Linked DNA regions of Mus musculus: all the other regions are linked to region 1. Evidence: chromatin contacts called from public HiChIP or PLAC-seq and promoter capture Hi-C data. All regions are on one chromosome and are shown on one strand. The core of a region is the stretch at or near the end of the contact, and the rest is flanking DNA. Distances in the headings are between cores, read along the strand shown.

Evidence for each region. Promoter capture Hi-C pulls out the DNA fragments that hold promoters and counts their contacts. HiChIP or PLAC-seq counts read pairs in DNA pulled down with a chosen protein or histone mark.
Region 2: a promoter capture Hi-C map of liver shows a contact between it and region 1, with 2.8 times the contacts expected there. The contact joins the promoter of Sult1d1 here to the promoter of Ythdc1 in region 1. A contact is called at or near these places in 2 of 39 promoter capture datasets (cranial neural crest and liver) and 1 of 484 Hi-C or Micro-C datasets (olfactory sensory neurons).
Region 3: a contact with region 1 is called in an H3K27ac HiChIP or PLAC-seq map of extraembryonic endoderm stem cells, with 4 times the contacts expected there. The contact joins the promoter of Sult1b1 here to the promoter of Ythdc1 in region 1. A contact is called at or near these places in 3 of 39 promoter capture datasets (liver and stem cell-derived epiblast-like cells) and 2 of 115 datasets of contacts at active chromatin or transcription factors (epiblast stem cells and extraembryonic endoderm stem cells).
Region 4: a promoter capture Hi-C map of the HPC-7 cell line shows a contact between it and region 1. The contact joins the enhancer-like site here to the promoter of Ythdc1 in region 1. A contact is called at or near these places in 11 of 39 promoter capture datasets (the C10 cell line, the HPC-7 cell line, cranial neural crest and 8 more), 8 of 484 Hi-C or Micro-C datasets (B cells, CD4 T cells, CD8 T cells and 4 more), 6 of 115 datasets of contacts at active chromatin or transcription factors (bone marrow-derived dendritic cells, bone marrow-derived macrophages, memory CD8 T cells and 3 more) and 2 of 9 other capture datasets (adipose tissue and liver).
Region 5: a promoter capture Hi-C map of pre-B cells shows a contact between it and region 1. The contact joins the enhancer-like site here to the promoter of Ythdc1 in region 1. A contact is called at or near these places in 8 of 39 promoter capture datasets (the 3T3-L1 cell line, cranial neural crest, hippocampal neurons and 3 more), 2 of 484 Hi-C or Micro-C datasets (bone marrow-derived macrophages and brain), 8 of 115 datasets of contacts at active chromatin or transcription factors (the NIH/3T3 cell line, effector CD8 T cells, embryonic stem cells and 4 more) and 2 of 9 other capture datasets (adipose tissue and liver).
Region 6: a promoter capture Hi-C map of liver shows a contact between it and region 1. The contact joins the promoter of Ugt2a3 here to the promoter of Ythdc1 in region 1. A contact is called at or near these places in 2 of 39 promoter capture datasets (both in liver).

What each region holds. Positions count from the first base shown.
Region 1 is chr5:86,801,376-86,806,564 of GRCm38.p6, forward strand. Ythdc1 (YTH domain containing 1) reads left to right here and starts at 2,891. Exons shown (of 17, transcript NM_001347375.1): 1 at 2,891-3,216. The coding sequence starts at 3,189.
Region 2 is chr5:87,566,246-87,571,434 of GRCm38.p6, forward strand. It overlaps Sult1d1 (sulfotransferase family 1D, member 1), which reads right to left and starts at 2,761. Exons shown (of 8, transcript NM_016771.3): 1 at 2,552-2,761.
Region 3 is chr5:87,532,836-87,538,024 of GRCm38.p6, forward strand. It overlaps Sult1b1 (sulfotransferase family 1B, member 1), which reads right to left and starts at 2,325. Exons shown (of 7, transcript NM_001382837.1): 1 at 2,102-2,325; 2 at 1,066-1,194. The coding sequence starts at 2,249.
Region 4 is chr5:86,083,734-86,088,922 of GRCm38.p6, forward strand. Stap1 (signal transducing adaptor family member 1) reads left to right here. Exons shown (of 9, transcript NM_019992.4): 4 at 656-712; 5 at 2,917-3,089. Among named protein-coding and RNA genes, the nearest start is that of Gm24524, 6.6 kb to the left of the region's middle. Within about 2 kb of position 3,253, at least 99 of the 459 cell types and tissues checked have an H3K27ac peak or open chromatin away from gene starts, as enhancers often do. A contact at or near this core is called in B cells, CD8 T cells, the HPC-7 cell line and 9 more, where this site is marked.
Region 5 is chr5:86,116,238-86,121,426 of GRCm38.p6, forward strand. Uba6 (ubiquitin-like modifier activating enzyme 6) reads right to left here. Exons shown (of 33, transcript NM_172712.2): 30 at 4,291-4,418; 31 at 3,096-3,183; 32 at 1,787-1,881. Among named protein-coding and RNA genes, the nearest start is that of Gm24524, 39 kb to the left of the region's middle. Within about 2 kb of position 2,689, at least 28 of the 459 cell types and tissues checked have an H3K27ac peak or open chromatin away from gene starts, as enhancers often do. A contact at or near this core is called in bone marrow-derived macrophages and pre-B cells, where this site is marked.
Region 6 is chr5:87,334,705-87,339,893 of GRCm38.p6, forward strand. Ugt2a3 (UDP glucuronosyltransferase 2 family, polypeptide A3) reads right to left here and starts at 2,491. Exons shown (of 6, transcript NM_028094.3): 1 at 1,739-2,491. The coding sequence starts at 2,459.

The DNA.
Region 1 (5,189 bases), core at 1,641-4,140:
CCTTTATAAATTGCCATTTGCCTATAAGCCACATCTGTTTTCTATCTACAGGCAGTCCTTTCTCTTCCAGGACAAATACCCCTGCACCCTCTCTCTTGTCCCCTTTTCCTTCTTCCACATCCTCTATCTCTTAACCTCTGCTCTTCTGAGGCAAGTAAATATCTCCTTTTTGTTGAGAATTTGGTCTTGGGGCTTCTGAGCAGATACCATAACTTACAACACCCAAGTGTGCCTCACCAATCTAGATAATTCAGAGTCTAGTCAAATTGACAATACAACGAGTCACCATAGATAGAAGTCCTAATACGAGGAGGCACCTAGCATCTGATTTTCTACTGTTGTCTTTTGTTTATTTAAGACTGGGTTTCCCTGTGTAGCCCTAGCTGCCCTGAAACTTACTATGTAGACCATGCTGGCCTCAGAGATCTGCCTGCCTCTGTCTCCTCCATGCTAGGATTAAAGGCCTCTGCCACCACACCCAGTTTTATTTAATTACTATATGTACATATAATGTATTACACATAGCTAGTTGCAGTGATGTTTATTTCATTAGTGATTGCAAAATGGTGATGTCTTAGTTGTATGGCTCTTTGACTATGGCACATTGGCATTACCAGTTACTTATTTTGGTACCTCTAAGTTACAATTTGAATGGGAAAGACAGAATAAGTGATCGTTTCTCTCTATCCAAGTGTTATAAACCCCAGTATGCTAGGATGTACCGGCTCTTGTGAGGTGGACGCATGAGGGTCATGGAATTCTAGAGAGTCAAGAATATACTTTTTGAGAAAGTGAGGCTTTCCCAAGAAATAAAACCAAAAGTGGTAAATGTGACTGGCTGGTCTTCTACTATCATCCAAGGGATTCTGACAAGCAGCTCAAACTACAAGTCTACGTGTGTAGACTTGCTTTTACATTCTATAGGATGGTTCTTTGGAGTATCCAGGGTGTTTTCACTTCCTACCTTTCAGTAGGCTTACTCCAAGTTATTTTCCCTGAAGATCTCGTACTACTGTTTGTTTGGTTTGGTTTTTCTGTGTAGCCCTGGCTGTCCTGGAACTTGCTTTTAGACTACGCAGGCCTAAAATCCAAGAGATCTGCGCTTCAGCTTCCCAAGTGCTTGGATTAAAGGCATGTGATGCCACCACCAGTGGGCAGTGACTTTTGTCAAACATCATCTCAGTACTTGTCTTCTCATTCACCTCCATTCCTGGTTACTGGAATGCCCCGCAGATCTTCATTCACCTCCATTCCTGGTTACTGGAATGCCCCGCAGATCTTCATTCACCTCCATTCCTGGCTACTCGAATGCCCCTCAGATCTTCATTCACCTCCATTCCTGGTTACTGGAATGCCCCGCAGATCTTCATTCACCTCCATTCCTGGTTACTGGAATGCCCCGCAGATCTTCATTCACCTCCATTCCTGGTTACTGGAATGCCCCGCAGATCTTCATTCACCTCCATTCCTGGTTACTGGAATGCCCCTCAGATCTTCATAAAGTCTTTGTATGTGCTTTCCGAAGACAATTAGTGCTTATTTGTTATTGTCTCTTATCTTTTACCATCAGTCTTCACCTCCACAGGAGGGCCTCTGTACTAGCTTTTCTCCATAAAAAGGGGTCTTATCACTATAGCAACTGTCTGTCTGTCTGTCTGTCTGTCTCTCTCTCTGTTTTCCAAGTCAAGGTTTCTCTGTGTAGCCCTGGCTGTCTTGGATCTTGCTTTGTAGACCAGGCTGTTCTTGAACTCAGATATCTGCTTGCCTCCTCCCTAATGGGAGGATTAAAGGTATGCATCACCCTTTTCTAGCTAGCTTTTTTTTTTTTTAATAAAGTTCACAATTTTCTTTTTCCCTTTTGTCTTTTTTCTTCCTTTCCATTTTTTTTTGTTTGTTTTTCTTTTGAGCTAAGGTTTCACTGTAGCCCTGGCTATCCCAGTACTGTTCACTCTATAGACCAGGCTGGGCTCTAACTCAGAGATTCCCCTGCCTCTGCTTTCAGAATGCTGGGTTTCAAGGTGTGCACCACCACTCCTGGCGTCAGCACAACTTTCAATTTGTTTACTCAAACCTTGGCTGCCTTAACTAGAAGATAAACTCAGACTTCCTTTGAGGGAGAACACATTTGTTTGTTTATTTTTGAAGCAGGGTTTCTGTGTAGCCATGGGTGTCTTGGAACTCAATCTGTATGCCAGGATGGCCTCGAACTCACAGGGATCCTCCTGCCTCTGCCTCTGCCTCTGCCTCTCCAGTGCTGGGATTAAAGATGAGCCCAAATACCACCCAACAATAAAGCTATTCTTAACCCCTGGTCCTAGAACAATATTTAAAAAGAAGTAGTAGACACTACTAATCAAATAAAAGAAAATTAAATATATAAAAAAGACATAGCCGGGCAGTGGTGGTTTATGCCTTTAATCTCAGCACTTGGGAGGCATAGGCAGGCGGATTTCTGAGTTCGAGGCCAGCCTGGTCTACAGAGTGAGTTCCAGGACAGCCAGGGCCACACAGAGAAACCCTGTCTCGTAAAACCAAAGAAAGACATAACACCCTTTCTGATGGTGTCTCACACTAACCATTCAAGGCCTTCCAAACGTTTCTGGTGAGATGTCTGCATCCTTGAGCTGTAGGAAGCACAGCAGAGAAGCCTAAATACCGATTATCCTCTGGAACGAGGGCGGTTCCCTGGACGTCAAGTTTGCGCGCGGGGCGGGACGACGTGCCGAAGTCACGCCCTCTTACGTCCCGCTTCTCGCTCCAGTCCCCGTCCCCGCCTCCGCCCCCGCCCCGGTTCCCCGCACTGTGACGTTCCGCGAGAGGCACAGAGCGTAAACAGCGCAAGGCATTTCGGGAGCGGGATTGTTTCGCGCAGGAAGCAGGCTCCATTTTAGCGCCGCCCGGCGTCGCCATCTGTGTCTCTCTCCTCCCCCTTGTCTCTGTGGTGGCCGAACCCCAACAGGAAGGCTGAAGCCCGCGCCGACCGAGGCCAGAGAGCCAGGCGGGAAGAGAACCAGAGCACGGGAGGAAGGGTTGCGCGTAGGAAGCTGAGTGGAGCAGGTCAGGTCGAAGCGCGCGGCCCGCCGGACGGACTGACGGACGGACTCGTGCGCCTGCGGCCGCGTCTGCGGCGCCCGCGCGACTCGCGTCCCGGCGGCGGCGGTGGCGGCGGCGGAAGCCGGAGGGCAGCCATGGCGGCCGACAGCCGGGAGGAGAAAGGTGAGTGTGGAGGACGGGGCCTCGGGGCGGCCGGGCGAGGGGACCTAGGAGCCGCGGCCTGCGGGCGAGGCGGGAGGTTAGGGCCTCGCGCAGAGCAGGCGGCCGCATCGTGACCCGCTCCTTGCGAGGCCTGGCCTGCTGGGCCCGGCGTCCTCGTCTCTGCGGCGGCTCCCACCTCGACCAGGGCTTTGCTTCTCTCGTCACTCCCGGGAGCGGTTGGGAGAGGGCTTGCTTTGAGGAACTTGCCCCCGGGCACGTTTCCTGGCCGGATTATGCGGATGTAATGCGTATTTTTCTGAACTGTCGTCTTTTTGGTTGACTTTTTTCGAAAATAACGTCACAGTTAGCATTGTTAGACTAGTGAGTAGACTAGTTTAATTCATTCAGGTGGATTATTAATCATGAGAAATACCTGTAAGTAGCTTCTCACTGATCTTTTGGATAAGCTAAGAATCGCTTCTTTTATTCCTCGAGTATTTACTTTGGAAAGAAAGATATTAGGAAAAAAACAAACAAACAAACAAACACCCATGCCCCTTCTTCCAAAAGTCCTAGCAACGGATCTCCCAGAATAGTGCAGAGTTCTCAAAAGATTCAGCGAGGAATACGTAGGTGGAGGCTAGAGAGACTTGGAAAGATAAAAAGAAAACATTTTAGTTGATAAAATGTCATTTCTTCTGAAATACTATATAGAGACCACAGATGCCAGTATAGGATCCAGACCATAGAAGATACTCGTCTAGATGGGATGCAGTCTTGAGAGAGTTCTCAGCTCTGGGACTATCGCGACAGTCTTAGAAGAAAATAGTGCACACTTGCTGCCCTGCATTTCACAAATCTCTGCTTGTGGCTCATTAAATTTGAGGTGGAGATTTGTTAAGTGGGCTGAACAGTCATTAAAGCTTTTTTCCACTTTTCTGGTCTGTCTTGAGTGGGAATATGTTTAAAGATCTGTCTTTGTCATAAGCATCCTCCCCCCCCCCCCCCCCTTAGGGACATGGTTTCCATGTAGCCCTGCCTGTTCTGGAACTTGATTTGCAGACAGGCTGGCCTCAAACTTGAGAGATCTGCCTGCTTCTGCCTCCTGAGTGCAAGGCATGTGCCATCACTGCCCAGTTGAAGCAATTCTCGATGCACACATTGCAGTTTATTTTTTATTCTGAAACTAAACCTGTTCCTCGAGACATTCTGAAGGACTGTGAAGGAAGAATTCTGATAGTGAATAAAGGACTATCTTATTATATAAAGTCAGTTGTAAAAAAAAAAAAAAAAACCTGAAGATCCTTTCAACCTTTGATTGGCAGGATAAGATTTATGACTTAGTAGTTTTGGTGGCTGCCATGGTAGATGAACCAAACACAAAAGCGATTAAAATTCAGTTGTCAGTATAGTTTCTATTAAAGTGAAGATAATTTAGAAATCAGTAATATACAACAATGCACAGTGAAGTAATGATCATTTGCTTTTAGAAGTGGACTTAATATTGAAGATGCACTTTAAACACAAAAACTCGATTATTGAGTTGTGATGTCATTCGTCACCAATGCTTAGAATATTTGGAAATAGTTTTTTAAAACTTAATTTTTCTAATTGTGCTTTATTTGAATTTTCTGGTACAAGTGACTTTTTTATAGTTAAAATCAAGATTATTTCTCTATACTAGCAGCTAGTAAATACCTACTGGAAGTGCTTAGTGTTACTTGATCATTGTCACTCACCTATGAAAGTCAGTATTAAAACGAATAAGTACCTTTAATCCCAGCACTTGGGAGGCAGAGGCAGGCAGATTTCCGAGTTCGAGGCCAGCCTGGTCTACAGAGTGAGTTCCAGGACAAGTCAGGACTACACAGAGAAACCGTGTCTCGAAAAAACAAAAAACCAAAACAAAAAAACCGAATAAGTAATACTTAAAGAAAAGTGAGAATGTTAAGAGAAATTTGTATCATTTGTTATGTGTTTAACAGGAAAGTACG
Region 2 (5,189 bases), core at 1,511-4,010, 760 kb after region 1:
TAGTAAGATCATTTTTCAAAGTTCAGAGATATGAATTCAGATTAAGTGTGTTATTATCAAGGCAAGAAAATAAACTGGACAGATAAACATTTATTTTCATCCATACCATTCATACACAGCATATTACTATACCTCATTTGTATATCAATAGCATATGCTAAAGTAAATATTTTCAAGATGTACAGAAAAGGTGCAACACTTGAATTTAGGAGAACACTGTAAGAAATGGGGCTATCAGTCCATTCTAAGTCCCAGAATGACATAGTTCTCCTTAGATCAATAACAAAAGATGGCCTAAATTACAATGCCCTTCCTTTAAATTTCAAGGTAAACTGGTAAATTGTTTAAATTAGACCTGACAGGCTACAAATTAAGAGAAAATGTATATGTGGGTTATGAGCAAGATTTAACAGAGAAAATAGAAATCTTAAATAAAACACCAATGAACATGCCAAATGCACAGGGAAAGGCTCGCAGGTCCTCATCCCTACACAAAGAACTATAGGCTGTTGAGTAAAACTAGGAATGAGAGAAGTGGGCCTTCCCTGGGAAGATCACAGTGATTGTCCAGTGTCAACTGGTCAGCCCTAAATACATACATGCAAGTAACATTATATTGACTTACCTAGTCATACAAATACATGCAATAACAATTGGTAGAATGAGTGGCAGTGGATTTGAAGGACAGCAGGGATGAGTATAAGGGAGGGTTTGGTGGGAAGCAAGGAAAGGGAGAACTAAAATAAAATATCAAGAACAAACAACAACAAAAGGATAAAAGAAAGAAAATAAGCTTAAGGTTAGGCTATTGAGGATGCATTGCACATCTTTTCCTAAACTTTGAAACACTCATGATGATGACCCTGTTTTACTTTTTTCAACAGGATTCTAGATGAAGGAAGGCACCTCTCTTTTTTCTCTTACCTGTTATGGGTAAGGGAAGAACTTGAAATCTACCATTAATCATACTCCTGCCTCCAATTTAGCATGAGCTGAGGGATTCTGTTATTTCCTCAAAAATCTAGCTTTAAATTCTAGCTAAACTGAGGAGTTGTATTACTCTTTAAAGAGAATTCCGAACAACTGCCTAACAAGCAGTACCAATATTAAGCTTTCTAAGAGATCCCTAGGAATTAGTACTGTAGTAGTTTGAATATGCTCATCCCAGGGAGTAAGTGGCATTATTAGGAGGTGTGGCCTTGTTGGAGTGGGTGTGACTTTATTGGGGGAAGTGTGTCACTGTGAGTGTAGGTTTTGAGAGGACAGGATAGGCCATTGGTGAAGGTACAACCTCACCCAGGACAAATGGGGTCATGAAAAGGAGTTGAGGCTTGGCACCATGAAGAGAGCCTTTCTGAAGCTATTGGTGAAGCCTAATTGCAGTGGAAGACTCCAGGAAAAAAAAGAATAAAATAACTTTTATTCTTCTATCATACATTCCATCCTAACCATAGTTTCCCCCTTCATCCTTCCCTCCCAGGCTCATCCTAGTTTTCAGCCCAGATCCACTCCTTCATTTCACTTCTGAAAAGGGCAGGCCTCCCAGGGATATGAACTAATCAAGACATATCACGCTCCAATAACACTAGAAACCTCCCCTCATATTAAGGCTGGAGAAAACAACCCAATAGGAGAAAAAGGGTCAACAAAGCAAACAAAAAAGTCAGAAACAATCCTGCTCCCACGGTTAGAAGATCAATAAGAACATTAAGCTATACAAACATAATATGTATGAAGAGCCTAGGTCATAAACATGCACAATTGGAATTCTTTAAAATATATATAGTGTATTATTCAGTTCATACAAGGTTCTTATGTGTCAATTCCAACTATCTCATTTTAGCTAAGGAGCAAAATAACAAGGAAATATTAAGTATTCTTTGGAAATCCTCCCAAAAGTACTTGCTTTCAACAAATGACAGAATTTGGTTAGAGCAAGGTAAGTGTAGGTCCTGTAATGTTAACTATTTTAAATTTGTATTATAAGACTTGGAACAACAAATAATACAAAGTATTACAAGAGAAACTCCAAGTTATGCCAAGGCTCTTGGCAAAGGAAAAACAAAGGTGAAATGGTATGAATTTCTGTTAAGAATCTGGGGAAGAATAAACTGTCTCAACGAGGTTGATTTTACTCATTGTATTCCATAATAATGAGCTTCACACACATATTAAATACAGTATATTAAAAAGCATATGAGATAATTTAGAAAATATAAGCCTACCTTACTAATAATTTAAGTAATATCTTATGCTCTACTTGATTATATAGAAAGTGATATTTCATTTAGAGTGATTTCTAAGTATGAAATTATCATAAGATAATTTAGGTACTGCTCTTTAAACCTTGTGGAATATCTGTGATTTGATCAGTATCTGACAATCACAGAACACAGAACAAGGACTTTCTTAGATCACAAAAGGATGTTTTATAATTTTTCGATCTTTTAAGTATTACATATAAATTTAATAATCCATATTTTCAAAATCTACACCTTAAAAAGTCACAGCTGATATATTTATGGAAGAAACACAACCAAGTTTATCTTACCTTTAAATTCTCGGAGCTTTAAATGAGTTTTCTCAGATGAAGAATCAGAACCGAAAAGTCTTTAAAAGGATGATGTCCCTGGGTAGCTCACAACGTAATGTGAGAAAGAAATTAAGTTGTGGTAAGCTTAAGAAATGATGAACAATGTTCATTTCCCTAAGGCCGCTCCCCTGTTTACCTACTGAAAATGCCCCATGAGTATAAACTCCCCAGGGTGATAATTATAAGACTTTAGGCACACCTCCATGTTTTGCGTGTTGTTAACAGCTACTCTTAGTCAATTATTAACTGATCAGTGGACTATAGTCTCCTGAACCTACTGGTGAACTGTGTTAAACCTAAAGATGTTTTTTTTTGTCCCATAGAAATCAAAATAAATATCAAACTCACGACAATCAACACATTATTCTCTTAGACAGTGTTATATTCCTAGTACATAAATCTTTTGCATGGATCTGATTTATATTATTTGTCAAAAAGTAAATATTAAAAATGATCACTCAAGTTTCTTTCATTTCTAATGTTATGTTCTTAGTAATGCTAATGTTCTTTGAAGAACAGATTACATGTTTTAATAAACCACTGTGGTAGAAACAAGAAAACGAGTACATGATTAGAATATTCTTATATTTCTAGAATATTTGTCAGAAAGCAATTTATTAAAATGGTAGCTAAATTATAAAAAAAATGAGATAGCATTTGTGAAAGTTAGTTTATGTAAATTTAAAGTAAGACAGTCATTACCCTCACTTTTCATGCAACCTTTAGTGGCTCATCCCTGTGACAAAATGTTTCAATCACACTGGTTTGACAATTGATTTTATATGTAAGAAAAAAAATCAAGTTTCGTCCAACTACATTAGATTTCCGTTAGGAAAATATTGTTATGAAATACTCTGGAATACCAGCCATCCTATTCTACTTATTTCGCCTATTTTCACAAACACAAAATATAATGCCAGAGAGGATATAGAGGAAAATACATTTAAATACTTGTAGTCTGTGGGAAATCTAAATTAATATAGTCAGTATGGAAAATATAAAAGATATATGTCCAGGATATATATATATATATATATATATATATCCCAAGGAAAAAACACTAGCACATTAAAAAACTAGCCATATTAATGTGTTTGATAGAGTTTTATTTGCAGTAGAGATAAATACAGAATCAACCTAGATGTTCAACATCATTAAACAAAACAAATTGTGTGTACATGCATGTGTATATACAATGGAATGCTATTAAGCTTTACAAAATAATAAAATTCTATCAGTTGTAGAAAATGAATAAAACTGAATTGAGATGAATATGGAATAGTTCTAACTGGAGATTAGAAGGCTGGTAGTACAAGCAGTAAAGGACATTTACATAACAGGTATTGACACACAGAAGAACTAAGTTCAGGTGTTCTGTACTCCAATTGACCACTTTACCACAGTATTGTATTGCATAATTAATAAAGATCTAAAACATCCAAAGAATAATGAAAGAGAAAATGCTGTCTCTATAATTGAATCACAGCACAAACCATGCAGGTAACTAAATAATGTATTTTATTACTACAAATAAACAATATATATTTCAATAATATTGAAAACAATAATTACAAAGTGTTACCAAAATTGATAGGCATAAAACACCAATATATATCAAGGCAATGCTAGATGGAAAGTATTCTTATTTAATTTAACCATATAATCTGTTTGAATATATCTTATTTTCATTTACTTTTTTTTTCTGTCAAATGCTAACATTTGAGATAATTCCCATATGTGGATATCTGTAGTTAGCCCTTCCAGCTTTTGGCACCTTGACGGATAGTTTCATTCATGTGTCTATAATTTAAGGGACTCAGAGAATTTCTTAGAATTGATAGGGCTGTAATAAAGCACCAGGACCAAAAGCAACTTAGAAAGAAAAGGATTTATTTTTTTCTTAGAACTTGTAGTAACCCAATGAAGTCAGAACAGGAACTCAAGGCAGGAACCAGGAGACAGCAACTGCCATAGAGCTTAGGAAGAAGTACTGCTTATTGGCTTACTCATGTCTTGGACAGGCTGCTTCCTTAGAGCAATTTGGATGACCAGCCCAAAAATGGCCCACCTACAATGAGTTGTCATCAGCAAAATGCACCCGGGTTGTTCCACAGTCTAATCCACTGGGGGCTGTTTTCCCAATAGAGGGTCCTCTTCACAGGTAAGGCCACTTTGTCATTATGACAGAATGAGAAGAACACTAGCAAAGAAACAGGAGAGGAGTGTAGTCTTTCTTATGGAGAGTCTCAAGCAGACCACTTGTTCACGCCTACTTTCAAGTACATGGTAAACATCTTACTACATTTCAGACAAAAAAAAAAAAAAAAAAGCCCAAAATATGAAAATTAAACAGAATTATTTTCAATCACATTTCAGTTTTCTTTTTTAGCTATCTCTGAGAAACACAGTTTAAGTTTTCATATCTAGATAAAATCTTACAGTCATTACATTGATGTTTAATAATTAAATGATTTATAAGTAAATATAATAGACACTTCTGTGGTATATATTCATAAAAGCTAGGATGTTGGTAATTTATTTATAATTACTCACTTGAGAATTATCCAGATTGAAAAATCTGGAAATGCCAGTTGGC
Region 3 (5,189 bases), core at 1,075-3,574, 730 kb after region 1:
TCTAGTCCCTCCTAGCTTTAACGGTTTTGTTATCTCTACTATCTCAAACTCTTCATGATGGTACTTTTATAGATAGCCATTATATTTTGATTACACTTTTGTTGGTCAATAGCCTTGCTTCCAAGGTCTAATTAGGCTGAAAGTTGCCAAATGAATCTCTTTCAATTGATTATTTAAAATATCCAATACCTGAAATCTAACATTTTATTCAGAATTATTAATAACCTTACCCAAATTCACCCTTCCCAAGTTTCCAAATAAACCCATGGCTTCATAGAACACTTGGTTGACCTAAATAAAACTTCTGGACTCACCCTTCACTCTTCAATTTCCTCATACTTTGTAGGTGATCTGTCAGCCAGTCAATCTAAAGTATATCTCTAGCAATACAAATTCAATCTCACATAGCCACCTATGTAGACTTTGTATTTGAAACAACAAAAATGCCACTCAATGACTGACTCCCAAATTCTAAATCCATTCAACGTCTTCCCTAGCATGTTTAGAATAAAATTTAAAAAATTTTAAAGCATTTCACATTTTTATATTTAATCCTACAGTATATGATTCACGTTGCTTCACACCCCACTCCTTCCTTTTTCTCCACTGTTGCTTTAGTCCATGTGTTGCCCTAAGGTCTTTTATGCATCAATCCATTAACACTTCCCATTAACATGATGCTTCATGTTTCTACATTATCTTTTCTCAAAATATCTGTATAACTTTGGGCTGTAATTATGTGTAGCTAGAATTGAATGTGCCATCTAAGGCAATCTTTCTTATGATTATATCTTGTTCAGTTTCATTCTTTGGTTCTATGAGAGCTATAGAATTGATATAAGTTAATTTACTTTCTAATGTTACAATATTTGTGTGCATTCATTGATGAGATGATGCACATTTTATTAATAATTCTATAACTACAGTGAGTAATTCTTTACAATTATGCAAACACCTATGCTCTGTTTCTTTTTTCTTTCTTTATTCTTCTAATTCTGAATTGAAATTACAAATAGGACAATGTTAGGTAAGCATACTCTTGCAAGAATTATAATCTGATCTTACCTGATATTCTTATTCCAGGAACACTCAGTTCCAACATTGGAACTTTGGAGGTGATAACATCTCTCTTACATTTTTCAACATTTCCATCATTTAGAACCATGTCTACAATCTCACTAAGCCAAGTAGTACCTGTAACAGAATCCATGATCAGATTCTTTGTCTTTTTTTTTTATTAGAAATTTTCTTTATTTACATTTCAAATGCTATCCTGAAAGTCCCCCATACTCTCCCCCCACCCTGCTCCCCTACCCACCCACTCCCACTTCTTGGCTCTGGCGTTCCCCTGAACTGAGGCATATAAAGTTTGTAATACCAAGGGGCCTCTCTTCCCAGTGATGGCTGACTAGGCCATCTTCTGCTACATATGCAGCTAGAGACATGAGCTCTGGGGGTACTGGTTAGTTCATATTGTTGTTCCACCTATAGGGTTGCAGACCCCTTCAGCTCCTTGGGTACTTTCTCTAGGTTCTCCTTAGGGGCCCTGTATTCCATCTTATAGATGAGTGTGAGCATCCACTTCTGTATTTGCCAGGCATTGGCATAGCCTCTCAGGAGACAGCTATACCAGAGTCCCTTCAGCAAAATCTTGCTGGCATATGCAATAGTGTCTGGGTTTGGTGGCTGATTATGGGATGGATCCCCAGGTGGGGTAGTCTCTGGATAGTCCATCCTTTCGTCTTAGCTCCAAACTTTGTCTCTTTGTCTTAATGGTTTGGTTATTATTTAATGATTTACACTTTGAGAAACTCACACATGTAAACATGAAACATTTTTGTTATTTTAAAAAAAAATACTTTTTGAGATGACAACACCATGACATCATTTGCCCCTCCCATCCCTCCCTCTAAATTCTAACATGTCCCTCCACAGTCCCCATACCAGCTCTGAAGATAGGATTCATCTCACTTCTGTGGCCACTCACACACATACACAAGTTCCCCACATATAAACAGCTATACATATACACATGAATAAAAGAAAAATGTAAGACAAAAAAGGCAGATTAAACCTGGATTTTTCAGGATGAAGGACTCACCTGATTTAGGGTAAGTGGTTATTACAATGTCACCTGGTGTGCTCTGGAACTCTTCAATCCTTTCCCAATTGAGTGCAAAAGCATAGATCATGGGGTAGCCATGGATCATCTTCAGATCTTTTCTCCAAACGTCTTCTGAGGCACTCATTTTTGCAGCAGGCTGAACAGAAGGAATAGAAGGAGTAAAAATCAGGTTCTGTGTGACAAGTGTTAAACTTAAGACTATATAATACAAAGTGAACTTTGGCTTTATCACAGTACACACGGAAACACGAAGGGTAACTTGTGGGTGTAACACTACAGACTGGCAAGGGCAAAAAATGCTTCTATGAAAACATAACAAAGGTTTTCAAAATAAGCTTTTAAGAGAAGGGGGATTATGCCTCAGTAAATTAAATCATTTTAGACAGATATATTCTAGAAAAAAAACCCTCCATTTACACTAAAATATTAGCACTTTAGCTGATATTTTAGTGTAAGTGGAGGTAACTTTAGAGTTAGTTTATTGTCATTCTGAGTTTTACACTGAAAACCCTGCATACATTTTGTCCTCTTCTAGGAATTGTTTCTTTGTCACTAGTCTTAAGGAAATGATGCAGGATGCTATAAATCTCTGTGCATGCCCACACATGCAACTGTAGGCTTCAGCTATATGAGCACCTTGGAATTAGAGGTATTTTGATTTCTTTTTAATTTGATTAAGTTACCCATAAAGTCTTAATTTTTAATTTAGCTTCTAGTACTGTTTTATATTTATAACATAAACTGACATATCAGAAGTAAGTTCTGGTCTGTGTACATATGCCTGTGCTATTGGTCTCTTCTGAGATCTTATTAGAAAATCACGGTATCCAGGTCCCAATTTAGGCTTAGGATCTACATTTTAATGAGATCCTGAAATTCTCTGTAATAAGCAATGCCTTAAAATTTAAGAAAGATGATTCTAAGTCACTTTAATTAATCTCTACCAATGTAGTTCATAGATATGTAATTGACGAAAGTGGATTCAGTGTCAAGAAAATATATTGCTTTTTTTTTTTTTACCCATTATCACCATTCCTTACCCAGTCTTTTTAAAAGTTGTTTTATTTACATTCCAAATGTTGTGCCCCCTTCCCAGTCCCTCTTCCAAGAGTTCTTCACCCCAATCACCTCTTTACCCAGTCTTAAGATGTGCCTTTCATTTTGTATTTGGAATGAGGAAGCAGCTCTATCCTGTCCAGAATCACAAAGGAGGAGTGGCCACCAGGAATGGACTTTGGCCTGCTCACTGACTCATGCTGCTTATGTACTGTGGGCTCAGCCCTGTGTTTTAAAAGAGCTGTAACTTAACCCATGCATATAAGAGTCTTTTTGTTTTGTGAGGGGATTTCTTTTAAGTCAAGGAATTATTTCTTCTCCACCTAGACCTCAAGCTCCTCACATAGGAAAACTCTAACAGCAGTAAATGAAGTGTGTACCGTGAGAACAATCCATGCACGCAGTTCTGAACAGAGCCACCGCACCAGGGAAGGCATGCACGAGCAGTTCTGCCACCTATCAGTTACCAGGCTGACTGAACAGACAGAATGGTTAATTCTGAGTTCAGTATTATAGGACAGATAGAGGACAGAGGACAGAAAAGCTATCAATGGTTGGTATTGTTGAGCCAGATATGCTGAAACATGGTGTTCCCTGTAAAATATGGAATAGACTAACAAAAAGCCTGTAAGTCACGCAGGAAAAGCTATGGAGATTCTTTTTTCACTTATACAAAATCTTCATTCAAGTAGAGACATAACCTAAGATTAAAGTACCTAAAATTCATTCTAGGAACATCCAACAGATTAAAATAGGATTAAGAATATGTACCTTAGGAGACAGTAACTGAGTCATCTGACGTTAAGACTGAGTGATTCTTCACATGAAAAGACCTGTCTCTTTAATCAGAACTGTTTGTGAGACACAGTACTGAAAAACATGAAAGAAAGAGAGAAAGAGAGAGAGAGAAAGAGAAAAGAAAGAGAGAGAGAGAGAAAGAAAGAAAGAAAGAAAGAAAGAAAGAAAGAAAGAAAGAAAGGAAGGAAGGAAGGAAGGAAGGAAGGAAGGAAAACATGAGTCTGTTTCTGCTATTGACTTTTTTTTTTCAGCCAAGTGTGTTTACAGTAAATAAATAACAAAATTTATTTCTGTCTGTTACACATGAACCTAGTTCTACAATCACAACTCTAGTCACCACAGTCGGTGTGCTCTTCACAGTGTGCACGAGTGTATTTAACAGTGGATGTATGATTGGGCAGAAAACATTGCAGAAGGGTTTGTTTGTTCCTGAATGGGCTTAAAGTTCACAAGAACCCTGCCACACCACCCCCAAATCCCAGCACGCTTCAAACGCATTCTATTGAATCCAAAGAGTTAAAAGCAGATACTGGAAGTTAGATATTCTCAGCATAGCAAGACATTAATGGAGAATTGCCTTATCTGGCATCACTGGGAGGGGAGTCCCTTGGTCCTATGGAGGCTTGATGACCGATACAGGAATGCTAGAGTAGTGAGGCAGAAGTGGGTGGATGGGTGAGCAGCCTCAAAGAGGCAGGGGTGAGGGAGGAGGGGATAATGGACTTGTGGAGGGGTCACTGGGAAGGGGTATAACATTTGAAATGTAAATAAATAAATTAATCAATTTTTTAAAAATTATGAAAAAGATACTCAAATTGCAAAAGCGCTCAATGTAACACTCTTGTAGGTCCACAGAGCTCTATGGATAAAAACTTGAAGGAAAACCATTTAAAAACAGATTTCCTCCTGTAGTGTTGCAGACCCCTTTAGCTCCTCAGATACTTTCTCTAGCTCCTTCATTAGGGACCCTGCAACCCTACAGGAGGAACAACAATATGAACTAAGCAGTACCCCCAAGAGCTGTGTCTCTAGTTGCATATGTAGCAGAGGATGGCCTAGTTGGCCACCAATGGAAGTAGAGGCCCTTTGTTTTGCGAAGATCATCTGCCCCAGTACAGGGGAATGCCAGAGCCAGGAATCAGGAGTGTGTGGGCTGGGGAGCAGGGCAGGGGGAGGATATAGGGGGCTTTGGGGATAGCATTTGAAATGT
Region 4 (5,189 bases), core at 2,003-4,502, 720 kb before region 1:
CATAATAAATATATTAATTCTAAGCAAAAAAGGAAAGTGTAGTATTTCTCCTTGCAGCTGATTGTATACAGTTCAAAATTTTCAAATGATCTTATTTAACAAAGTTCCTGAACAGAAAGAAGAATATGCGTTTTTTTACCAATCTTGCTAGGTTTTTTTCTCTCTTTGCATGTATGTGTGTGTGATACATGTGCACGTATGCATGGATATTTGGATGTGGATGGGTGTTCAGGAATGTGTAGGTGCAGTTGCATGAGTGTGCTTATGTGTAGATTTTTTTTCTTATTCACCTTCCGTCTTATACATAGAGGCAACACCTTTCGCATGGACCTCATGGCTTCCCAATTTGACCCATGTAGCCAGCCAGCTTGCCCTAGAGATCCTCTGTCTTCACCTCCTAGGTGCATGGATGACAGTTAAGCTGCCACGTGTACCTGGCATTTTATTTGGTTCCAGAGGTTCAAACTGTGGCCTTCACACTCATGTGGCAAATGATTTACCCACAGAACCACCTCTCTGCCTCGAGATCTTGCTAGCCTTTGATGGCGAACCCACTTTGTCAGCAAATAATCCTGTGAAATTCTTGTTATTCAAAGTTAGTACAGATCATCCGTTAATTATGTATTTTCTGCTTTATGTTTGTTTTCATCTCTAGACAGAAAACACAGAAAGTGGAGAAGAATGGAGGGGCTTCATTCTTACAGTAACAGAGGTAAGGGGGCCATCTGCTTCTTTTGCTGAGACAAGGTGTCAATAGCCCATGGTGGTCACAAACTTATGATTCTCCTGTCTCGACCTCCCAGGTGATAAGATTTCCACTGTGAGTCACCACGTCCAGCAGAAGATCATTAATGTCTGCTGATTCATCATCTAGTTGTAAAATAGTTGCTAACACCTACTGCCGCTGTGTACATTAAAGTGGCTGGGATGTAGAAACTAGAAAAGGCAGATAGAAATCCATGCTTTTATTTCTGAAAGTCATAATTTTTTATCTCATTGTATCTGGTGGGTCAAGAATGCAAATGTTAGTCTGGGCAGTGGTGCCACATGCCTTTAATCCCAGCACTTGAGAGGGCAAAGGCAGGCGGATTTCTGAGTTCGAGGCCAGACTGGACTACAGAGTGAGTTCTAGGACAGCCAGAGCTACACAGAGAAACCCTGTCTTGAAAATAATAATAATTAATAATAATAATAATAATAATTTTACTAAACACAGCCCACTTCACCTTGTGATAACTGTTCTGAAATAATATTGGTGAGCAAGGGCTGAGGGAGATCTACTTCGTCTATGATTTTCTGCTTGATACATATTTAGGGCAGAGCATCAACTTGCTGCGTGTGAATACATCATTTGTTAAAATGTTCCACTATTCTGACTATTGCTCCAGGGGAGCATAATGAGGAACTAGACTTGCGTCTGAGAGCAATTTAGTAGGACATGTTCGGGTGACTCAATCAAAACCACACTGCTAGAAAAGGCAGTATCAAGGGAAGCAACTACCCTAACATTCTTAGGCCTTTAGCAGAGGAGCCCAAGGAGCACGAGCTGCCCCGTTGCTTTATTTGACATTCCTCATTCCTGAGTCCCAAGAGCATGGGACTAGACAACACACACACACACACACACACACACACACGAGAGAGAGAGGGGGGGGGTTAGCTAAATTGAAAATTGAAAGTGAAGTTTTCTACTCACATGGATTCTCTTGAATGTTACCTGATGAATGTTCATTCTCCTCTGGTGGCCAAATTATAAACCAGACATGGCTGTCCGCAAATACTGACTAGCTAGCTAAGGTCACAGGTAGAAAACTGTTGTATCATACTTCCCCAGAAAGCACAGGTTGTTCCCAACTAAATTTTGAGATGTGAATGCAATTCACAAGACTTTACATGGATAATGGAATTCAAAACACATTTCTACATGGATAATGGAATTCAAAACACATTTCTAGAGAACAACGAAACTAACATGAAGAGCAATATCAACATGTTTAAATATGAATGGATGGCTAGAAATGGAGTGAACCCCCAGCAGTGTAAACCTGCTCACCTCAAACCCACGTTCTCAGAATAATGTGGGGCTTTTCCAAGTTAACTTGTAGGAAAATAAGGTATCTCCTGGCGATACTAAACTTCTTGGGCATTACAAAGGTATGTGAGTTTAGAATGAGAAATGAGAGATTAGCTGTGTGTTGGTGGCAAATACCTGGTCTACAGAGCAGAACAGCCAGGGCTACACAGAGAGACCCTGTCTTGAAAAACCAAAAAAATTAAAAGGGAGAAAGAGAGAAAGAAAGAAAGAAAGAAAGAAAGAAAGAAAGAAAGGAAGGAAGGAAGGAAGGAAGGAAGGAAGGAAGGAAGAAAGAAAAAAATTGAGAGATTGGTTGCTACTTAGCTCACAGTAAAAAGTATGTTTACTTTTACCTAAGACCAGATCAACTATGATCTCAGCTAGGCATGTTGGTAACACACCTTTAATCCCAGCACCTGGTCAATCTCTGTGAGTTTGATTACTGATCTGATGTACAGAGTGAGTTCTAGGACAGCCAGGACCACATAGAGGGACGGTATGGAAAGAAAACATACAAAACAAAACAAAATAACCTAAATAAACCAACCAACCAACCAGTTAACCAACCAACCAGTCCACCAAACAATCAGCCCACCAACCAGCTCATCAACCAACCAGTTCTGCAAACAACCAAGCAAACCTCTGTGCAGGTTCTAGTTGATATAGGGGCAGTACTGTAATGCCCAAGTTAGACTGGAATCTTCTTATTGTTCTGTCCATTTGTCTTTGAGAATGGATACTAAGTCACTACAACTCCTTGTGGCCAACAAGGTCCTCTATACTAAAGCCAGTATGCTATTTGGTTGCAGCTTTAGTTTGCCTACTGTTTTAACTGGTTTCAGTTGACAGTTCCTCAGCATGTGTCACTTCTACCTGGGCAAGTGATTAGACTGCACGAAGTCTTAGAGAGAGAAAAGAAAAGAAGGATTGAGACAGATCAGCTGCCTCTTATGCCTCCGGAGAAAGAGAAGGAGCCAGTACAAGACTATGCGGATGTACTGAACCCACTGCCTGAGTAAGTGCATAGTTGACTCGTTTATTCATTCAGTTAAGACTAATTGCTAGTTACCAGGTAGCACTACCTACCTGAACGTGTTGCCAGCAGGGATGCTAAATATCTTGGGGACCAATTGTGAGCCCTGCCACACTTCCTCTCTTATGTCATGATCAACGTTGTGTGCATTTGAACTAACTCTTACCACAGAGGAAATCCCCTTCCACCCACACATGTAGACTAAATAGATCTCCTTCCGGAGCTCAAACCTAAATTAAAGTTGCTATGAAGAAGGAAGGAAATGGCATAGATATGTGAGACTCTATAACTGGATGATTTATCATCATGTATACCAAATATTTTTAAATTCTTAGAATATTGTATTCAGTTGGTTGATCAGTGAGCATTGAACTTGCCTTCTGAGGAAAGCTTTGTGTAAAGCATTTTTTAAAAGGTACTAGGACAGTACCTGGATTCTGAAGCATCCTATACGTCTTCTTTCTTGAGGAACATATTATGGGCCTTCTCCTTTGGGGATTTTGATGCTCTTGCCATTAAAACACATCCTGGTTTTTTTCATGACATTATGTTCAGATGCCTAGTCCACTGGAACCTGCTAATCAATGCTGCCAGCTCAAACTAGACAGGGGATCAATTCATAAAATAAAAGTCACATGGACTGTTTCTTTTTCTTTTGTTCCAAGAAGAATATAATATGTCTATTGCAGATAAATAAAGAGAAGATTAAAATTAATTCTTGTCGCTACACTCAAAGATAGTTGCTGATAACACTTTGGATATATTATATACTCTGTCAAAATTTTCTATGATGATTACATTTCACTGAATATAACATGCATTATAAAACAGGGGACAGTGGTGGCACATGCCTTTAATCCCAGCACTTGGAGGCAGAGGCAGGCAGATTTCTTTTTTTTTGGGGGGGGGGCATTTTCAAGACAGGGTTTCTCTGTGTAGCCCTGGCTGTCCTGGAACTCATTCTGTAGACCAGGCTGGCCTCGAACTCAGAAATCTGCCTGCCTCTGCCTCCCGAGTGCTGGGATTAAAGGCGTGCATCACTAGCATCACTATGCCCAGCGGTAGACGGATTTCTGAGTTCGAGACCAGCCTGGTCTACAAAGTGAGTTCCAGGACAGCCAGGGCTACACAGAGAAACCCTGTCTCGAAAAGACAAAAAAAAAAAAAAAGGGAAGTTTTTATTTATTTATTTATTTAGATATTTTATTTATATACATTTCAAATGCTATCCCGAAAGTTCCCTATACCCTCCCTCTGCCCTGCTCCCCACCAACCCACTCCCTCTTCTTGGCCCTGGCATTCCCCTGTACTGGGCATATAAAGTTTGCAATACCAAGGGGCCTCTCTTCCCAAATGATGGCCAATTAGGCCATCTTCCGCTACATATACAGCTAGAATATATGAGCTCTGGGGGTACTGGTTAGTTCATATTGTTGTCCCACCTATAGGGTTGCAGACCCCTTCAGCTCCTTGGGTACTTTCTCTAGCTTCTCCATTGGGGGCCCTGTGTTCCATCCTATAGATGACTATGAGCATCCACTTCTGTATTTGCCAGGCACTGGCATAGCCTCACACAAGACAGCTATAACAGGGTCCTTTCAGCAAAATCTTTCTGGAATATGCAATAGTGTCTGGGTTTGGTGGCTGATTATGGGATGGATCCCCGGGTGGGATATTCTCTGGATAGTCCATCCTTTTGTCTTAGCTCCAAACTTTGTCTCTGTAACTCCTTTCATGGGTATTTTGTTCCCTTTCCTAAGGAGGAATGAAGTATCCACCCATTGGTCTTCCCTCTTCTTGATTTTCTTGTGTTTTGCAAATTGTATCTTGGGTGTTTTATGTTTCTGGGCTAATATCCACTTATCAATGAGTGCATACCTAATGACTTCTTTTGTGATTGGGTTACCTCACTAAGGATGATATCCTCCAGATACATTCATTTGTCCAAGAATTTCATAAATCCATTCTTTATAATAGCTGAGTAATACTAAAACAGGAAGTTTTAATTCTTTAATTTTATGTCTAAAAATACTATGGGTGACATTTTAACACAAGTTATAAATGAAGCATGCCTTTAATCCC
Region 5 (5,189 bases), core at 1,439-3,938, 690 kb before region 1:
TCAATCTCCTTTATGAACATAGATGAAAAAGTTCTCATTAAAGTACTAGCAAACTACATTCAAGAACACATCAAAAAGATCATTCCATCAGGATCAAGTTTGCTTAATTCTAGAGATCCAGGGATAACTAAATATAAAAAATCCAATAAATGTAATATATTACATAAATAGAATTTATAACATTAATCACATGGTCATTTCAATAGATGTATAAAAGGCCATTGACAAAACCCAACATCCTTTCATGATAAAACCCCAAAGAGGCTAGAAATAGAGGGAATGTGTGTTGTGTGTGTATGTGTGTGTGTGTGTGTGTGTATATATATATATATATATATATATGAAACAAGTCTACAATGGGATAGGAGAAAAATTCAAAGTATTTACACTAAGATCAAGAACAAGATATCTGTTTAATATAGTGTTTAAAGTCTTATCCAGAACAGTAAGATAAGAAAAAGAATCAAAAGTGATTTAAAACAGGAAAAAGAAACTCTTTGTAGAAGACATGCTTATATACACTAGAGACCTTAAACATTCTACCACAAAACAGAGCTAACAAACATTTTCAGCAAAGTGGCAGAAAAAACATTAACATGCAAAAATCATCAGCCTTTCTATGATAACATACTGAGAAGCAAGCAAAGGAAACACTTTCGTTCACAAAACTACAGAATACCCTAGAATAAACAAAACCAAGGAAGTGAGACCTTTACAATGAAAACTTTAAAACACTGGAAAAGGAAATCAGAGATCTTTCAGAATTCAGAGAACCTCCTATGTTCAAGAATCAACTGTGAGCACGATCATCCTATCAAAAGTAATCTACAGGCTCAATGCAATTCCCAACAAAATCCTAAGACCATTTTTCAGAGAGAGAGACAGAGAGAGAGAGACAGAGACACACAGAGAGAGAGAGAGAGAGAGAGAGAGAGAGAGAGAGAGAGAGAGAGAGAGAGAGAGAGAGAGAGAGAAAGAAAGAAGAAAGGAAGGAAGGAAGGAAGGAAGGAAGGAAGGAAGGAAGGAAGAAAGGAAAAAAACTTTAAAATGCATATGGAAATATAAAAGGCCCTGAAGAGGCAAGTAATACTAGGCAGCAAATAAATAAATACATAAGTAAATAAGTAAATAAAGTGGCGATATCACAATACTTGTTTTGAAGTTCATATGGAAATATAAAAGGCCCTGAAGAGGCAAGTAATATTAGGCAGCAAATAAATAAATAAATAAATAAATAAATAAATAAAGTGGCGATATCACAATACTTGTTTTGAAGTTATACCACAGAGCCATCAAAATAAAAATGGCACAGCAGCAGACATGTATATCAGAAGAAGAGACTAGAGGAACCAGTTATAAGCATCTATAGCCACATCATTTTTGAAAAGGATGCCAAAACCACATACTGGAGAAAAGATAACTTCTTTATAACAAATAGCTTCAGAAAGTGGATGAAGAATGGAATTAGATCCTTTTTTTCTTAAAAAAAAATCAATTAATTCCATATGGAGCAAAGATCTTTTTCTTTTTTTAAAAGATATTACTTATTTTATGTATATGAGTACACTGTTGCTGTCTTCAGACACACCAAAAGAGGGCATCAGATCCCATTACAGATGGTTGTGAGCCACCATGAATTCAAGAATAGTGAATGGGGAAACTGCATGTGTTGAGATTAGGTGATGACTAATCTTTTTATATAAATTCCAGTAGCTTTTCTTTCCAGTGTGAATAGAAATGACATGCTGATTCTCCTCACTCTTCTGCACGTACGTTAAATACTTACGTTAACTTTAGCCTTTTTGCATGACCTGGCATTACAGGGACATAAAGCATTTTGACTCCCTGCACCACCATTGTCGGCTCAATTCCATAGTTTTCCTAGAAGTAAACATCAAAGGAAACAATCAAAGCTTCGTCCAAGGGACACAGGTAAAAATGTTTTATAGCTACCAAAAACAGGGCAGGTTTATACAAATATTAGCTAGACCTTCCAACAGCTTTACAGGTTAAAAACTATAGTGGTTATCTGTGGTTTCACTTTTCTCAGTTAACCAGAGCCTAAAAATATGGAAAATCTCAGAACTAAACAACTTATGTGCATCCCCAGTATTGGAGGCTGCACCTAGGGGCTAGATGTGTGTCAGCCACATGCTCTTCCACTAAGCTGCAGACTCAGCCCTTAGAACAAACATGTTAACACTGAACTGGATGCCATTCTAGGCAGGGTGGTAAAGTCTGACGCTGTCCTCTAACATACCCAGCCTGTGAAGCAATTGTTGGTCCAGTACACTCGCATGTTCGACCTACCAGTTGCTTTAGTAGCTGTCTTTATTACTTGAATGACTTCTCTAGTGCTAGTGTTTTTAAGTAAGCTCTGTTTCAAAATACAGCACTTTTCAACCTGTGAGTCGTGGCCCCTTGGGTATCATGTGACCCTTTCACAGTGGTCACATAAGACCATTGAAAACAGATATTTACATTATGATTCATAACAGTAGCAAAATACAGCTATGCAGTAGCAACAAAAATAATTTCAAGGCTAGGGGTCACCACAACACGAGGAACTATATTAAAGGGTTGCAGCATTAGGACGGTTGAGAATCACTGACTTGATAGAAGGCACAATGTGCAACGAGACTGACAATTCAGCCACGCCAAAGGGAAACCGAAAGTGCTTCCTTAGAAAGTAGAGAGTTCTCAATGTCAGAGGGAAGAAAACAAAATATCAGAGGCTCTGATTGGGAGGCAGAGGCCAGCCTGGTCTACAGGGTGAGTTCCAGAATAGCCAGAGCTACACAGAGAAACCCTGTCTTGAAAAAAAAAAAACAAAAAACAAAAACTACTGTAAAGTAAGGTAAGCAATCTTGAAAGAAATTTTGTCATTACATTCTACTATAATACTCTTGTTATTCTTGTAACATCTTATTTGTAAACTATACTACGTAAGTATATACAGGAGCGAACCTGATAAAGAATTTAGAACTATTATAGCTTCAAGGACATACTAGAGATTCCATATATTAGGAGGCACATTACACAGAAACCCTAGACTTCAAGGTACTAATTAAATGAAGGAAATGAAAATATCCTACTTTGACAGCATTTATGAAATCTGAGAGGGTGAAATCTTCTTTTCCATGTACAGTCCATCTGTCCCAAATTGTAAATGATATTCCATTTCTGTTGCAGAGTATATAAAAAACACAAATATTAAAATTTCCATTAGTAGTAATACATTTCCTGCAGTCCATAATTTATTATTTAGAAATTAATGCTATGGTGGTGGGGTTTACAATTTCTAAAATAGTCAATATATATAGGTAACCACTTTTATCTGTGTTTAGTATATTTTTTGCAGTGACTCATTTCAAGTATGTATTACAAAGTACCCTCATTTTCTCTTCAATACTTCTTTAGTTCACACAAAGTAATGAGTTTAGTACAGTTTCATGCACATATACCATTGCTTTTTTACTAATGTCTCTGACTCTCCTTCGTTTCCTTCTGATCCCCTCCTTCCATTCATACAATCGTTTTGTTTTCATGTCTTACACACTATATAGGTATATAGCTATGCTATATGGTGTTTCTTTCTCTCTGTGTGTGTCTATGTTTATGTATGTACATGCATGTATCCCTTTCTTTTTAAGTAGTTGTAGGGGTTTCAAAGTGCAGATTTCTAGCCATTGATAATTGAACAATCTAATTACTCAAATCACTGCATGTCATAAACATGCTACAATGATTATCTTGGCTTATATGTGACTTGGCATGTGTGCGAATGTTATGTAAAAGTCAGAAACATAGCACCTCACTTTACTTTGAATGGATAACAGTATTTTCTGTTCTTGTAAGTAATGTATGAGCATAATATGGATTAGCTCTTCCTGATAAGATTCTTCTACTGGCATTTCTGGCTGTGTTCAACCTGAAATGTCAAAAACAAAACCTCAAGGAATTGTTTTCTGTTGTAATAAATGTATAGGATTACATTGTAAGTTTCACAGTTAGACAGGACTATAACCAGACAAGAATGGTTTTAAAATTATCTAAGTTAGGAACCAAGTATAATGCTAAGTGGTGTGGCAAATCAACTGCTCTGAGAATTCTTTGGCTAGTCTACTTGGAGATAATTTATCAACATGAGGTTTGGCTGGGTCCTGAAATAGTAGGAAGGATTAGCAAAGACAAGAAGAAATAGAGATGAAACCCAGTATGTTTCCTTTTTAAAGGCAGAATACTTTCTTTCTTTCTTGTTATTTCAGCAAAACAAACTTTCATACATACCTGATTTCAGTTTTTCTTACTTCAGATGTCTCTGTAAACACTATTATTGGAATGGCTAAATTAAGGAAACAGTTTTTGTAAGCGTCGAAGGGATAGCCACCAGCTACCTTGATCATCTCCAAAGCAACCTAGATAAGAGAGGTGATCTGATTATCTGAAGAGTCTAAACTACTTGGGAACGTAATTGGTCTTGCTGTTTTCCAAGGTTCAAGCATTTCTCTGTAAATAGTATGTAAATGTATGATTGCAACAACATACATTTCTTATTTAACTGACCTGTATATTTTTAGTAAAGTTTATTTTTTTATTTTTTCATAATTTTCATTTTAGTAATTTACTATTATATTTTTAAATTCTAAGGAACATTCAATGTATTTTATTTTGTCTTTTTTTTTTTCTACCAGAGCTGAGGACTGAACCCAGGGGCAAGCACTCTACCACTGAGCTAAGTCCCCAACCCCATCAATGTATTTTAAAAAGAACTTCAAAGATGTTTTTCTTTCTTTCTTTTCTTTTCATATACTTTAGTTAAAACATAAAAAAAGTTACAAAAATATACAAACTTGGTTGGTACAACATGAAGTTTTAACACAAGTAAGTAGCTTGGGTAAATACCACAAAAAATGTAATTATTTTATTCTCTTAGATAAAATTTAGTAGTATATTAATTTATTTGTATTAACATCATTTTGAAATTTTGTGCCCAAATATATTAATCATCTGAATTTGAAAATGTTAGAGAAAGTAATTATTATCCAAATTCATTTTTTGTTTTAGCTTTGCAAGTGGTTTTTGAAAGCATTTTTAAAAATAAATATATTCTAAAACATGTAACAAAGTAATCCTTTCATGGAAAATTCTGAGCCAGCCCACATATGGCATTATTGAAATTAATTAAC
Region 6 (5,189 bases), core at 1,241-3,740, 530 kb after region 1:
TCAAAGGCAAATTCAAAGTAAGAAGCTGAGTGGAAGGCACAAGCATGAGTGCATATAACTACAGCCATCTTCCTTTTTTATGAAGATGCCAAAAATACACAACTTCAACAAATGGTGGGAGAACTTGGCATGAGAAGAGTGGAATTAACCTGTATCTGTCACCTTGCACTATCTCCGAATACATCAAAAATCTCAATGTGAAAATTATAACACATGAAACTATGAGAGAAAACAGGCCAAATCCTACAAAGATAAGCACACGAAGTTAAGCACTTCAGTTGACAAATGGGACCTGTAAAACAAAAAGGAGAGGAAGAACTGGAGTGAAGGGGAATCCTAGAATCTTGATTCAGAATAGTTTACAGCTAAATATCAGATAACATATTAATATCGAGAATATAAAAAAATCCATCAAGAAAACAATCAAAGTAAATAAAACTTTGAGTGCTGGACCTGGAATGAGACTTCTCCGAAGTCTCACACAAAACCAACTAAAGAATGTCTTTTAAAGTGTTTAGTATCCTTAGCAATTAAATAAATGAAGCTTACATAAAATGATGGGCAATTCACATTATTTGATTATAGGGAAAATAGTAGCTGTCATACAGGACGATATTTTCTTCTCTCAGTTGTGGCCCTGCTGAGAAGAGATGACAAGGTGTCACTCATGACTAGAGCAGCAGAGGGCCACATTGATTTACCTTGGATCTTTCTGTCCCTTTTATGTCTGATTAGCACTGTAATTTGCTCTGTCACATCACAACCTCACTATTAACACTGTCATATTGAAAAGTTTGTTAGAGTAGTTTATATTTGAGGTAGTAGAATACAGAAATATGGAAAGAGTATCAATCTCTAAATCCTATTTCTCCAGAGATTAAAATACAGTAAAAATGTTCACTTCACAAGCAATTACTTTTTTTTTTAATTTTATTCTGTTTTCTTAGGAATGACTGGTTTTTGCCTTTCAACCTGATATTACTCTGAGACTGACTCTATCAGATTCCATTCAGTTTTATTTATTTTTATCAAGAATCTCAATGATATATTAAACACCAAACAGATAAAATGGTGATTGCATGAAAATATTTAATAGTTCAATTCTTGATTGAAATATATTGCCAAGGTAGTTTAACCACAGTCTTCCATGACTCACCCTTAATTTGTGACGTGTATAAAAATAAAAAGCACCTCAATTAGCAGAAGAATGGTATAAATATAAGACCAATAATCGGTGGTTGCAAATAATTGTGTAATAAAATTCAAAACCATGCATTGCACACTGAATATTTCTCATATAATTAATTTATATTTCATATCATTACGAGCACAAAAGTTTTTTTTTTTTAATTTTTGCAGTAGTGTATTGTTTACCAATAAGAGACCCACAATTTTTTAAAATGTACATTTCACATCCTGGAATTAGTTGTCTCCTTGTATCTAACAAATAAAATCATGTTGCATTCCATTGATATTTATTTGTGGATCACTTCTCTTAGAACTGATAATGAGCTCTTAAATTTTGAAATACTATTAAACAGTTTAATGAGTACAACCACATAGCAAAAGGACTTCATTTTGCCTCTCTGATTCTTTATCTATAAGTGATTTATTACTTTCACATGTAGAGTTTTACACGAAAGTCAAAATTTATAAAATGTATTCTTGTTATTGTTTTTAAACATCTACTAAGCATTAAAATAACATTTAACAACTAGCTTAGTATGAAAACTCTTACCTAGGGTTTCACTGTAAAACTGATCCCAGAATGCAAAGTCATATTGCTGGAGCCAGTACTCAAACAACAGTGAAAACATCATATTTTTCACCCTCTCTGTGAAGGTCATATTGTCTGTCAGCTCACTCATGACAACCGGTACATACGAGAGTGGAATTGGAAGCTGGCCACAGTGTTTCTCCATGTAGTAGCCCATGCTGAACCTCAGTGTGTATACGAAAGGGATCTGAAGCACTTCTGCCACCAACTCTCCACAGGGAACGACAGGGTCTATAACCACTACATCATATTGTGCATCCCGTAGCTTGTCCATGAATTTCTGGTTGTACAATACACTCCTACAAATACTTTCAAAATCTCCAGTTACTTGAAGAAAGAAGTCTTGTAATGTTTTTGCTGCTTCCCACAGTGACAGGTTTGGAATGACATTCACAGCTAGATTTGCAATCTCATTTAAACGATTCTCAGCTGTCTCGATTTCATACAGCAAAGGAATATTCTCAAAGTGCAGTGGAATACGTTTACTCTGATCTATGATGATACTGGGGTATTTCAGGACTGTTACCTCGTGCCCTCTTGCTCCAAGCTCCTCAAGAATAGTCTTTAGATTCAGCCAGTGGCTCATATCACAGGGCCACACGAGGACCTTGCTGCAGAATCCACAGCCGGCCCAGCAAAGCTGCAGCAGAAAAAATGCCGCAACACATTTTTCAGAGACCATATTGTGCCTCCTCAAGTTGTTTCGCAAAGATTGAGGGTTTGTTCAGTTGAGTAATAATTTAGATAAGAAAGAAATTAACTATTAACTTTTAAACTTACAAAGACACGGAGCTCAAGAGAGTTCTATCCAATAAAACACCATAGACTAATATTATATAGATTACAACCATTTCCTTATGAATAGCTGGATATTCTTTTTTATTTTCAATTTTTACTAGATATTTTTTTCATTTACATTTCAAATGCTATTCTGAAAGTCCCCTATACCCTCCCCCCACCCTGCTCCCCTACCGAACCATTCCCACTTCTTGGCCCTGGTGTTACCCTGTACTGGGGCATATAAAGTTTGCAAGACCAAGGGGCCTCGGGTGACTAGGCCATCTTTTGCTACGTATGCAGCTAGAGACACGAGTTCTGGGGCTACTGGTTAGTTCATATTGTTGTTCCACCTATAGGGTTGCAGACCCCTTCAGCTCCTTGGGTACTTTCTCTAGCTCCTCCATGGGGGCCCTGTGTTGCATCCAATAGATGACTCTGAGCATTCACTTCTGTATTTGCCAGGCACTGACATACCCTCACTCGAGACAGCTATATCAGAGTCCTTTCAGCAAAATCTTGCTGGCATATGCAAGAGTGTCTGCGTTTGGTGGCTGATTATGGGATGGATCCCCGGGTAGTGCAGTATCTGGATCGTCCATCCTTTTGTCTCACCTCCAAACTTTTTCTCTGTAACTCCTTCCATGGGTATTTCGTTCCCTATTCTAAGGAAGAATGAAGTATCCACATGTTGGTCTTCCTTCTTCTCGATTTTCTTGCATTTTGCAAATTGTATCTTGGGTATTTTAAGTTTCAAGGCTAATATCCACTTATCAGTGAGTACATATAAAGTGACTTCTTTTGTGATTGGGTTACCTCACTCAGTATGATATCCTCCAGATACATCCATTTGCCTAAGAATTTCAAAGATACATTGTTTTTAATAGCTGAGTAGTAATCCATTGTGTAAATGTACCACATTTTCTGTATCTATTCTTCTGTTGAGGACATCTGGGTTCTTTCCAGCTTCTGGCTATTAAAAATAAGGCTGCTATGAACATAGTAGAGCATGTGTCCATCTTACCAGTTGGAACATCTTCTGGGTATATGCCCAAGAGAGGAATTGCTACTATGTCCAGTTTTTTGAGGAACCACCATACTGATTTCCAGAGTAGTTGTACAAGCTTGCAGTCCTGCTGTGACCAAGTGAGGAGTGTTCCTCTCTCTCCACATCCTTGCCAGCATCTGCTGTCACCTGAATTTTTGATCCTAGCCATTCTGACTGGTGTGAGGTATAATCTCAGGGTTGCTTTGATTTGCATTTCCCTGATGATTAAGGATGTTGAACTTTCTTTTCAGGTGCTTCTCAGTCATTCGGTATTCCTCAGTTGAGAATTCTTTGTTTAGCTCTGTACCCCATTTTTTAATGGGGTTATTTGAATTTCTGGAGTCAAGCTTCTTGAGCTCTTTGTACATGGTGAATATTAGTACCTTTCAGCTTTAGGATTGGTTCCTAAAATTCCTTTCCAGTCTGTTGGTGGCCTTTTTGTCTTATTGACAGTGTCTTTTGCCTTACAGAAGCTTTGCAATTTTATGAGGTCCCATTTGTCGATTCTTGATCTTACAGAACATGCCACTGCTGTTCTGTTTAGCAATTTTTCCCCTGTGCCCATATCTTCGAGACATTTCCCTACTCTCTCCTCTATAAAATTAAGTTTCTCTGGTTTTATGAGTAGTTCCTTGATCCACTTAAACTTGAGCTTTGTACAAGGAGATAAGAATGGATCAATTCACATTCTTCTACATGATAGTCACCAGTTGTGTCAAAATCATTTGTTGAAAATACTTTCTTTTTTCCACTGGATGGTTTTAGCTCCCTTGTCAAAGATCAAGTCACTATAGGTGCAAGGGTTCATTTCTGGGTCTTCAATTCTATTCCATTGATCTACCTGTCTGTCGCTATACCAGTACCATGCAGTTTTTTATCATAATTGCTCTGTAGTACAGCTTGAGGTCAGGCATGGTGTTTCCCTGAGATGTTCTTTTATTGTTGAAAAGAGTTTTTGCTATCCTTGGTTTTTTTTTTTTTTTTTTTTTTTTGTTATTCCAGATAAATTTGCAAATTACCCTTTCTAACTCTGTGAAGAATTGAGTTGGAATTTAGATGGGGATTGCATTGAATCTGTAGTGGATATTCTTGTTTAACCTTTTTACCTTAAGCTCATTAAAAACTGTGACAAAATGTGATATTTTAAAATTAAGTATGGAATGATAGGAGATATACCAGCTGAGTTTCAGGAAGGAAACTAGATAGAGATTACTAAAGAAAATGAATAGAAGAACATACAGTAACGAGAAACGATGTTAGAATTATGAACAATTGAGTTGAAAGTTCTCAGTTCACTGTAAAAATCACAGAATATGCAAAAAGAAACTAACCCCAAACAGGAGGCTCTGAACAATATTGAACTCTATGCTATGAGTGAGTTTATTTTAAATCTCTATGAAAATGTGTCAGAAGAATATAATCTTGGTCTGTGAATGGAACATAGCATTAGAATTCTTATGATTGATGCAAAGTGAATTAATTGACATTGTTTTAAAGAAAAAAAAAGTGGTACAGAAATTGTGGAAACTACCATCCAATGTCTAGCCTAGTATGAGACCCATGCAATGATAGGGACTCCGTTCTTCA